Regions from separate parts of the Oncorhynchus mykiss genome. Here region 2 is linked to region 1. A link is a contact called in public Hi-C data. All regions are on one chromosome and are shown on one strand. Each heading gives the region's core, a stretch centred on a gene start, on an enhancer-like site or on the middle of the called end of the contact. The rest is flanking DNA. Distances are from core to core; before and after follow the strand shown.

Region 1 (5,251 bases), core at 714-3,213:
ACGGTGAGTACTAGTACTGCACAACGCCACCCTCCCACCTGACCCTACAGTGAGTACTAGTACTGCACAACGCCACCCTGACCCTACGATGAGTACTAGTACTGCACAACGCCACCCTCCCACCTGACCCTACGGGGAGTACTAGTACTGCACAACGCCACCCTCCCACCTGACCCTACGGTGAGTACTAGTACTGCACAACGCCATCCTGACCCTACGGTGAGTACTAGTACTGCACAACGCCATCCTCCCACCTGATTCTAAGGTGAGTACAAGCACTCGATTTTGAATTGATGAAGGAAGTCATGTTAATTTCTATGGCATCTCAAAAAACAGTACACGGACCAATTTCTTTACTAAAATATTATGAGAAGTCAAAGGTATGTAGCATAGGCTCAGTCCGTCTCTTGTTCTTCAGGATGGAGCTGAGAGCTGGAAGAAGTGGGAGGAGTTGGTCCAACTACTATGGATGTTGTTGCTGAGCTATGAGGAAGTGATGAAAGGTGGGTCACTGAACGATTCACCCATCAAAACGAGCATTCCTGAACAGTTTAACTTTTAAGTTGGTCACAGCCTCTTTAGGCTTTCCCCTTAGTTTTGTCCTCCTAACCCAGGGGTTCCCAAACTTTCTTGACCCACGACCCCATTTTGATATTTAAAGAATTTGCAACCCCACCATGTTCTTTTTTTTTATTGGGACTGACAGTCTATAATAAAATCAGTCTGAAGTATTTTTGAGAGTATTTCAGTCTGACGGAAGTATGGTTTGAAGTAAATGAAATGTATTTGAAAGGTTTTGGGAAGTTCAGAAGATCACCAGGCAATCATTGTGTATGATCTTCTGTGTTGAAAATAACATATATATTTCCCAGTCTGATTTTGTGCCTAATCTTGTCCACTCTGTTCTAATATGACTTGTGGGCATTGCAGAGGGAAATAGAAGACACATTTTTCCTGAGAGTCTTGTCTTTCAGTGATGGGGGTCATTATATTTTGTTGCTTAAACCGTTCAAAGATAGAGCCACATTTTGTAGGATGAAAACAGAAACCGCTCTGTTTATTACAACCACATCTAGTGGCTACCGGAGGTTAGACAACCTGGTTCTATGAACCAAGCAAGATTTCTCTCGCAAACCTATTTTCAAATCAGACGACCCTTAGTTTGGGAAATCATGTCCTAACCCATCTGCACTTTGACCCCTTGAAACCTCCAGGTCACCTGCGCTCTGCAGTCACCGAGCGAGGGGGCTACGGTCGTGCTCCAATCCAGACAGTGAATGATTCTTTGTCGCGGTTGGCGGTCCAGGAGGCTATAGAGGCCATCCTGTCCAGAGCCCAGGCTGACCTGGGCCAAGACCTGCCTCCACACGTCCACGAGTCCCTCACCTACCTGCAGGATCATCTGCTGGCCTCCGCCCATTGACGATAAGCTCAGCGCTTTGGTTCGAGCGGCTGTTGAATGATTTCTATTTATTTTTGTAATGATTCATTCAGTTTTCTAATCTTTCCCCCAATGAATTGTTTTAAATAAATATTTATTATTTTTTTAACTAATTGTCTTATCTATGTTTGCTATTGATGTAGTAGTGGTGGGACCTGTGTAGATAGTCTGACTGCATCCAATCCCGCATCAGAAGAAGTAAGCCAGTAATTCCAGACCCATATGCTGATAGTTTGCATGGTCTCCAGTCAAGTGAAGAAACAAGTGAATGAAGAACATAGTTTAGTGTATAGCTCAGCCTGCCCCTTCATTAGGAGTTGGATTACAGTGGCCATGATTTGCTCATTATAATGACCAATGAATGGTTCACCTCATAAGTTCAGAGCCATGTGATATCATATCAGTTTGATTAACAGCTGTTGATTCTTGAACACACCCCTGAAGTTGCGTTTGGTCCATAAATGTTCACCCAAAGTCGTTGGTTCAACCACATATGGTGCGGTCCGTCCAAAAGCCAGCCAATAGCATCAAGCGTTGTCATCGTAGAGAAGGAAAAAAAGAGTCCTGACAGTCGCCATGATGCTTGTTTTCTCCCTGTGATACAGCAGCGGAAGCGAGTGAAGCAAGTAGAAACAAAAGAGCACGAGCACGTCCTCGCGAGTTGGTATGCGTTTGCAGGTAAAAAAAATCAACACAAGCGACGAGTTTATTTGGATGAGATAGATCCACAACTCGTGTTTCAAATTACTACTGCGTGGATATTACCTTACCTGGCCATATGAAGTCGGACAGGTTAGAAAAATGTGGCTATCTAGCTTTCAGCGGGGGTTTGCTAGTTAGCCATAACATAAGTGAGTTAGCTAGTTAACGTTTGTTGTTGCTCAGCTAGCCTAGCTCACGTGTTATGGTCAGTTATAAAATAATTACGCGAACCTTATCTTAATTAATTGGTTAGCTAACTATCATTCTCGCGAAGTTATTCGGTATTAATGACCGTTGGCTAACTTGCTACCTAGCCCCTAGCTAACATGTTAGGCCAGTTAGCTATTGTTTTCCTGACTTTATGGCTTCAACGCGCCACTCAATAAGCTGGCCAGCCAATTTGTTATAATTGGCTGGTGATTGTGGTTATTGCTTTGTGCGACCTGGTGTGTAGCTAGCTAGTTAGTTAACTTAACGTATGTCATGCCATGAATATTACATAAATACAACTTTATTTAAATCACTGGGCGGTAATCTGTAAAACAATACATTCTTATGACATTGTAACTGAGTTAATTATTTCTGAAATTAGTAACTGCCAGCCAATAATAGCCACATCTTTCTTGTGCTTCATTTCCAGAAGTTGTCAAACTCAAGTGACACTCTCTTGAAAAGTTACAAGGATGTGCTGAATGGCCGGCCTGTGCGTGTTTGCAAAGTTTAGATTTGCACAATGTATACCTCAAGGTGTTTGGCATGTATTTTATCAGTGAATAATGTTAATAGTTATTAAACCTTTTCTACACAGTGTTACAGCAGGAATGCCCAAAGAAAAATATGACCCGCCAGACCCCAGGCGGATGTACACCATCATGTCAACTGAGGAGGCAGCCAATGGAAAGAAGTCTTACTGGCCTGAGCTGGAAATCACTGGTGAGCACGGCAGGGGTTGGCCCGGAGGCTGTGGAGGGGTGCTGTTCTCATATTAGGACTCAGCATGTGGGGATAGTCTAGGCCAGTTTCTCTCAACCTTTTTTGTAACGTGACCAGCATTCTCGTCATCCTTTGAAGATAAGGGCCTCTATTATAGGCCTGCATTTTGTCTCGACCAGGAAGTCCAGCATGAGTGTTTACTTATGTCCATTCAAATTGGGTAGAAGTCAACCTGTATCTGCTTTGCATAGAAAGCCATCAAACAGAGACCTGACTCACCAGTGTATGTTCATCTACCGGTCTCCCCCCTCCACATTTCTGTCTCCAGGTAATGTCAGGAGCCTGAGCCCGTCTCTGTGGACTCTGACCCACCTCACTGCCCTACACATCGCTGACAACTGTCTGTCACGCATCCCACCCGACATTGCCAAACTACACAACCTGTTGTACCTGGATCTATCGTCCAATAAGATCAGGAGCCTGCCGGCAGAGCTCGGCAACATGGTGTCTCTCAGGTGATTCGCTGGGAACCATGATTCACTTTGATCTAAACTGGGCTTGTAACTGGTTGGTGCTGAAAATAACCATTGTCCCATTTTAAAAAGCCTGTTTGGTTCACAGATTTGCTTTTGCCTGTATTGATGACTGGTCAATGTGTTTATGGTTTATGGGAAGGTTGAGGAAGGGGCTGTATTGTCAGGGGGGCTAGTCTCTGACACTTGCGTTTCCATGTGTCCGCCCTCAACAGGGAACTGCTTTTAAATAACAACCAGTTGCGGGTTCTGCCATTTGAATTGGGGAAACTGTTTCAGTTACAAACACTGGGGTTGAAAGGTGAGTGTGGCTTATCGTCTTGGTAACAATTATGTCCTAGAGACCCCATTGTTGATCCCGTGGCATTTATTTGATGTCATTCAACATTGTGTTCTTCACTCCTAACAGGAAACCCTCTTGCACAAGAAGTCATGAGCCTGTACCAGGAGCATGATGGCACCAGGAAACTGCTCAACTACCTGCTGGACAATCTGGCAGGTTCAATCAAATGCAGTAAGTCTGCCTCTCTCACACCGTTTTTGATATTATAAAAAGTACCAATGGCTAAGGTGGACAACCGTCTTCCCAGCCCCCACAGAGCAGCCCCCGTCCCGGTCGTGGATCGCACTTCAGGAGCCTGACCAGACGAGGCCTTCTGGTGAGAAGCCAGCAGACAGTCTCTGTACACACAGTACCCCAGCACATCACACAAAACCACAATTCAATATAAGTATAAATTAGGGGGGAAAAGCATTAAGGTGAATAAGATGCTATTTCCTATTTTTCTCCCTGTTCCTCCCTCTCAGCATTGCTCTCTGTTATGTGCTACAACGTGCTGTGTGATAAGTACGCCACACGCCAGCTCTACGGCTACTGCCCCTCCTGGGCCCTCAACTGGGAGTACAGGAAGAAGTCCATCATGCAGGAGATAATGAACTGCAGCGCTGACATCATCAGCCTACAGGTACATGTTTACCTCAACCAGGGATAAACGGCTTCTGTCCTTTTGGTTTCTCTGATCAATTCATGTAACTGATTGCCCAAAGTGCGCACACTGGATTTCCCTGGTACATCTTATGGTTGCATTCAGTCATATCTGTCCACTCTTGTTATTGCTTTGTTTTCAACAGGAAGTGGAGACAGAGCAGTACTACCAGTACTTCCTGCCAGAGCTGAAGGAGCAGGGCTATGAGGGCTTCTTCAGCCCCAAGTCTCGAGCCAGAACCATGCATGAGTCTGACCGCAAACATGTGGACGGGTGCGCAGTATTCTACAGGACAGAAAAGTGAGTGCAACTGAAGTTCTGTCAATGCATCTTTTTTCCCCCTGACCTCAACACTCAATTGCTAGGTATCCATACCATTGGCAACAGATTTTTAATTTGAATATAAAAAATTACTAGTTACATTGGTTTCCATTGTATTTTCATCTCCGCTGATGGTTATTATATAGCTTATGTGCCCACTCTGGTTTTGACACATGCTCTCTCGCAGATGGGATGGGTAGGCTACCTACATGATGAGATTATTATGGATAAGAGCAATTTATTTGTCAAACAGCAGCCGAGCATCGATCATGTCACCAGAATAACACCCTTGATTTTTATTGGAGAGGAACAGAAAGCTCATCACCGTGCACTTT
Region 2 (5,251 bases), core at 1,097-3,596, 390 kb before region 1:
GGAGCTATGTACATTGTTTATTAATACATCGAGCACCATCATGATAAGGAAAGTATAACATGTAGGCTACCATTAGGCAGGTGGCCTAGTGGTTGGAGCGTTGGGCCAGTAACCCTAGGTTGCTAGATCGAATCCCCGAGCTGACAAAAAAATCTGTTGTTCTGCCCCTGAACAAGGCAGTTAACCCACTGTTCCTAGGCCATCAATGTAAATAGGAATTTGTTCTTAACTGACTTGCCTAGTTAAATAAAGGTTAAATAAAAAAATATATCACAATTATGTTATGGCAATGTAGATAAATGTATGGCCTTCAAAACAAGAAATAAAAGGCCCTAGCAGCTGTGCAAACTCAATCGCAACTATTGGCAACATTGAAACAAGGAAGAGCTGACAGAAGACAACAGCAGACTACCTGCCTGACAGTGCACCAGTGGAGGCTCCTCAGACGAGGAAGGGGAGGAACATCCTCCTCAGTGAATTTCATTAAAATAGTAAAACATTAAACAAAGTTATCCTTTTTAAATAAAACTATACTAAATATATTCACGTCACCAAATAATTGATTAAAACACACTGTTTCGCAATGAAGGTCTACAGTAGCCTCAACAGTACTCTGTAGGGTAACACCATGGTGTAACTGGAGGACAGATAGCTTCCATCCTCCTCTGAGTACATTGACAATACAAAACCTAGGAGGGTCATGGTTCTCACCACCTTCTATAAAAGTTATACAGTAATTATAACAACTTCTGTAGGACATCTTCCAACCTATCAGAGCTCTTGCAGCATGAACTGACACATTGTCCACCTAGTGCATAAAACGTGGTGAGTAGTTCACTCAGAGAGAGAGAAAGACAATAGTTGAACAGCTTTGAACCAATTTCTTCAAAAATGAAGGAGAAGCAAGAGAAAGAGAGAGATATTTCATCATTCTTTTCACTTTCTTAGCTAGCGAATGCAGCTAGCTAGTTTAGCCTACTCAAACACCAGCTCAATCCTATGTTAGCTAGCTGGCTATGGCTATCCAACACAAAACGGGAACTCTTCCAAGTCAAGGTAAGCTTTTGGTTTGACTAATTTATTGCCATCGGGGCCGGCCGGTGTAACTGCTAAACTTCTTACTGACGTTACTGCATGATTGTTGCGGGTTTATTAACACTTAACACTTAACACTAGTTCTATTAGCTATGTTGATTATGATATTACTTTAATATGGTGACAACGATGTAGACTGTGTAGCCATTATGATATGGTTTGGTTAGGAAAGGTTTTTTCGGCTGGTCACATACAGATGATGTGTTGTGCATAGAAGTCCACAAGCGAAGGGAAAACATGAGGACGGTGCGTAGATGCGAGAATGAATACAACGTGGCTGCTATGAAAGTGAACAGTGTTTACGTGTACTCATGGGGTCTTCATTCTGCCGATACTGTTGAAAACGGAAGCAAACGGAACTAAACATACCTGAATTTGTCCATTAGAAACTCTCGTTTACAACTGTTGGACTAATGATTACACCACAGGAGGCTGCTGAGGGCAGGTCAGCTCATAATGCCTTGAATGGAGTAAATGGAATGGTATCAAACACATGGAACCATTTAATTCAATTCCAGCCATTACTATGTGCCTGCCCTCGCAAATTAAGGTTCCACCAGCCTCCTGTGAATTACACCCTCAATTAGTACATTTCTCTCGACCTGTGTGTACTTATGTTGTGAACTTCCATTGATAGGCTTGGTTGTAGCAACGTCATGATGGATATACGGAAAATGTTTGTATCATGTAGTAGCCTAAACTGATGTCACATTGAACTGGGTGAATGGAATATGATTGACAGTCATCCAATATGCTGTAATATAAATAAAGCCATGCTCATAAAAAAATAAGAATCGTGCTCCCTCAATTTAAGGCACCGACCGCCACTGCAGTGCACGTGGGGAAAAATGTGACTATGGACATTCCCGGGAAACGACCGTGAAGTAGAGTTAAATGCAAACATACAAAAGTTGCAAATAAAGTACGGAAAACAACAACACAGCGGATACAACTTTCTAATTACTCTCCCTCCCATGACATTCTCTGATAATTCGTGTATCCTAATACTGATTTGGCGAATTATCCAATGAGAAGCCTCCTTGTTGAACCCTTACCTCTGTTGCCCTGAAGAACTCTCAAACTAGATCTGAGATGGCTTCAAGCGACGCTGAAACTGAACTGCATCGCTCACATTGCCTAGAATAAGTATATTTCTCTATATTTTGCCTTAAACTGGGCTACTTCGTTTTTAATCTAAGGGCCTCAAAGCACTCGATTTGTCCTAGTCTTGCAGCAAACATGGCGCTGTGTTGTTATGGTTGTCAACCAATCCAGTGAAGGAATGAACAAAAAAAGGCCAATCAGAAAATACGTTTTAGACACGTGAAAGCTGGAAGAGGTAGACGTTTCCATAAAGCACAGATCTAGGATCAGTGTACCCTGTCCATATCCAACTTGATGAGCAAGAGGTAAAATAGCTCAACTGACTTGCAATCAGTACAACTTTAGGCAAAAGCAAATAATGTTCCAGGCAAGATAAATTGCTCTGATGTTGCTTTCCACTCCAGGCATACGAGTAGATCACAGAACATTCAATCGAGCAAAAATGGCGGATGACAAGGTGAGAAGTGATTTTTGCCTCAATCGTATTATTTTCTATATATATATATTAGAACAGCATGATCGAGCTCTTCCTACAGCAACATGCTTTAACTCAAAACCGGACAGGCTAGTTTGTTGGTATTCGGGTGTGTAGAAAAATAAATACAATACAGGTACACAAACAAAGTGTCTTTAATAGGGCGTTGAGCCACCATGAGTCGCCAGAACAGCTTGACTGCGCCTTGGCATAGATTCTACATGTGTCTTTAACTGGAGCAATGCGACACAATTCTTCCACGATAAATTCCATAATTTGGTGTTTTGTTGATGCTGGTGTAAAAGGCAGTGTGGTGCCAGTCAGTGTTACCTATGCTCATTGTATTAATTGAAAGTATAACTTATTTGTATGTGTTCTAGGATCCTTTCAAACAGATGAAGGATCTCAACCAGCTCAAGAATCAGCTGGAAGACATCCAGAAACGTGTGCAGAGTGAATTTGCAGAAGGAATCCCGCAGGTATGTTATTATCCAAAGTTAAAAAGTAGATGAAATTTCACCTTATGAAACAGAACAGCAGACATACTCAGTCCTGAAAAATCATAAAGGATCAACTATTAATTATTTATCATTAAAGAGTTGTAATATCAAGGCATATTTTTGTATTTTGTGTGCATCCTGTCCTGACTGTTTCCTGTTCTTCCTCAGGGGGGCTCTGTGCTGGCATCTCCCTTCCTGAAGGGCTTCCTGGCTGGCTATATGGTGGCCAAGCTCCGCTCCTCAGCTCTCATAGGAGTGCTACTGGGAACATTCACAGGCATCTACGCTGCACAGAACTATCAGGTTCCCAACATCGAAAGCACCCTGAAAGACTATATGAGTTTGTTTAGAAAAGGACCCAAGTAATGGGAAGAACCAGGCCTAGGCTTCATCTTCTAACTGCCTGAGGTGTGTGGCACAATCACCATGTCTCTTTGTCAGAGGCTCAAACCTCTCCTTTGTATACTGTAAAAAATTATATTTGGTTTTAACTGGATTTTGGTGTGAAAGAGTGAGTTTGCTTTGGGTTTTGTGCAAATGTTAAAGGGTAAATCTGTCAGTGCCCTGGGAAAATATATTTTATTCTCTGCTGATCAGATTATAAAGTGGATAAGGTTATGTGCCTTGAGTGTAAGGTTACATTGCAGGGGTGTTTGACTGCTTGCCTTAGTAACGTTGCCTGGTGCAGCCATCTAGGCCTTTTTTTTGTTTTCTGAGCAGAAATACCTTTTTTACCATCTTAAAATACAAACATACCTTGAATAGATTTGGCCAAAATTATGGGATTTGTTGCTAATTTAGATGTTAAGACTTAAGGTCAGGATATTTGTATATTCAGACATATACTAGTTATTCAGGAGTGTTAGTGACTTACCGTACTGAGAATGAGTGTGATCCAGAACATGGGGTCTGGGTTCCTGTTGCAGCAGGTGGTGGATGAAGGGGAGTCTTCCTGGCCACTCTGCTCCTGACTGGGTACCTGTCTGCCCTGCACATCTCCCTGTCCCTAGGCTGAGGACCAGGTGAGTCCCAGCCTTCACATCATAGCCTGAGGCCTTGTGCTGGTCTACTATTTCATCTCAGGGCTAGTAGCTGTCTACACAGAGCGGTTGCTGAAGAGCCAGCGACTACCCCTGTACCTGCATGTGTTTGGAGTGGCCATCAACTGGGTTTCCCACCTCTCCAGCATGGGGGGGAGAACAGGGTTTCCTGGAGGATTACTCAGGGGTGGTGTGGGCCATTGTGGCAGGGCAGGCAGCTAACGGGTTGCTGATGTCAGTACTATTTGTCAGGCTATTTGTCATCTTCTGGTCTATGCTGGTCAACACCCTCCTATCCTGGGTTCTACTGGGCCTACGGTTCACCCCCTTTTTTCTTTTTTACGTCTATGATCAGCCTGGAAGCCTAGCTGTACTACAGGTAGCAGGACTCTGCCTGAACATACCTGTGTTATGGACAGTGGACCTCTGCTGAACTCTCATTCCACTGCTCCACCACAATCTCTGGCAGCATTATTTACCAGATGATGCATTGACATTCAGGTTGGAATGTTTTTTTTACGATGCATATATATATATATATATATATATATATATATATATATAATTTTACTTTAGTGATTCAGTATTTTTCATTTAATGTCCCAAATAGTTTTAGTTATTTGAAGATAAAATTATGCAATAGAAGCTGTACGTTAGGTGAGTCTTGCAGACCCTTCCATCACATTGTCACTGGTTTATTTGCTACTCATAATGCACACTGCCTATTTTTCAACTAGCCTTTGTTTTCCAGTTTAATCGAATTCTGCCGTATTCATACTTGTCTTTCCTTCAATATATCATTGGTGGACTCATAAATAGTTGGGTTTGGGTAATACGTCTACATTACACAACACTTTGAGTGGTGCTATGATTGTCAGTATGGGTATTTATCATTTCCTCTGCCAAGTAAAATGTCAAAGATACAATATAGTGCAGAAAGTGTTTATGAAATATTTCATTTTATTTCTTTAGTGTTTTCTATTCAAAATAAAATGCCATAAATTCAAATATTTTCCTTTTTTGTCACTGTTGCTTGG

What was found. Hi-C and Micro-C count contacts between places; a contact is called where the count stands out from the background.
Region 2: a Hi-C map of liver shows a contact between it and region 1, with 3 times the contacts expected there. The contact joins the promoter of hmgxb3 here to the promoter of LOC110504819 in region 1. A contact is called at or near these places in 2 of 3 Hi-C or Micro-C datasets (blood and liver).

What each region holds. Positions count from the first base shown.
Region 1 is chr31:24,812,633-24,817,883 of USDA_OmykA_1.1, reverse strand. It overlaps LOC110504819 (CCR4-NOT transcription complex subunit 6), which reads left to right and starts at 1,963. Exons shown (of 12, transcript XM_021583642.2): 1 at 1,963-2,119; 2 at 2,952-3,076; 3 at 3,405-3,591; 4 at 3,825-3,910; 5 at 4,019-4,123; 6 at 4,200-4,268; 7 at 4,417-4,574; 8 at 4,741-4,895. The coding sequence starts at 2,965. It overlaps simc1 (SUMO-interacting motif-containing protein 1), which reads left to right. Exons shown (of 8, transcript XM_036970385.1): 6 at 1-3; 7 at 419-503; 8 at 1,215-1,618. The coding sequence ends at 1,423.
Region 2 is chr31:25,199,174-25,204,424 of USDA_OmykA_1.1, reverse strand. hmgxb3 (HMG domain-containing protein 3) reads right to left here and starts at 2,346. Exons shown (of 20, transcript XM_036970479.1): 1 at 2,151-2,346. It overlaps LOC110504829 (SLC35A4 upstream open reading frame protein), which reads left to right and starts at 2,447. Exons shown (of 4, transcript XM_021583665.2): 1 at 2,447-2,656; 2 at 3,055-3,153; 3 at 3,343-3,582; 4 at 4,101-5,222. The coding sequence starts at 2,585. The coding sequence ends at 3,540.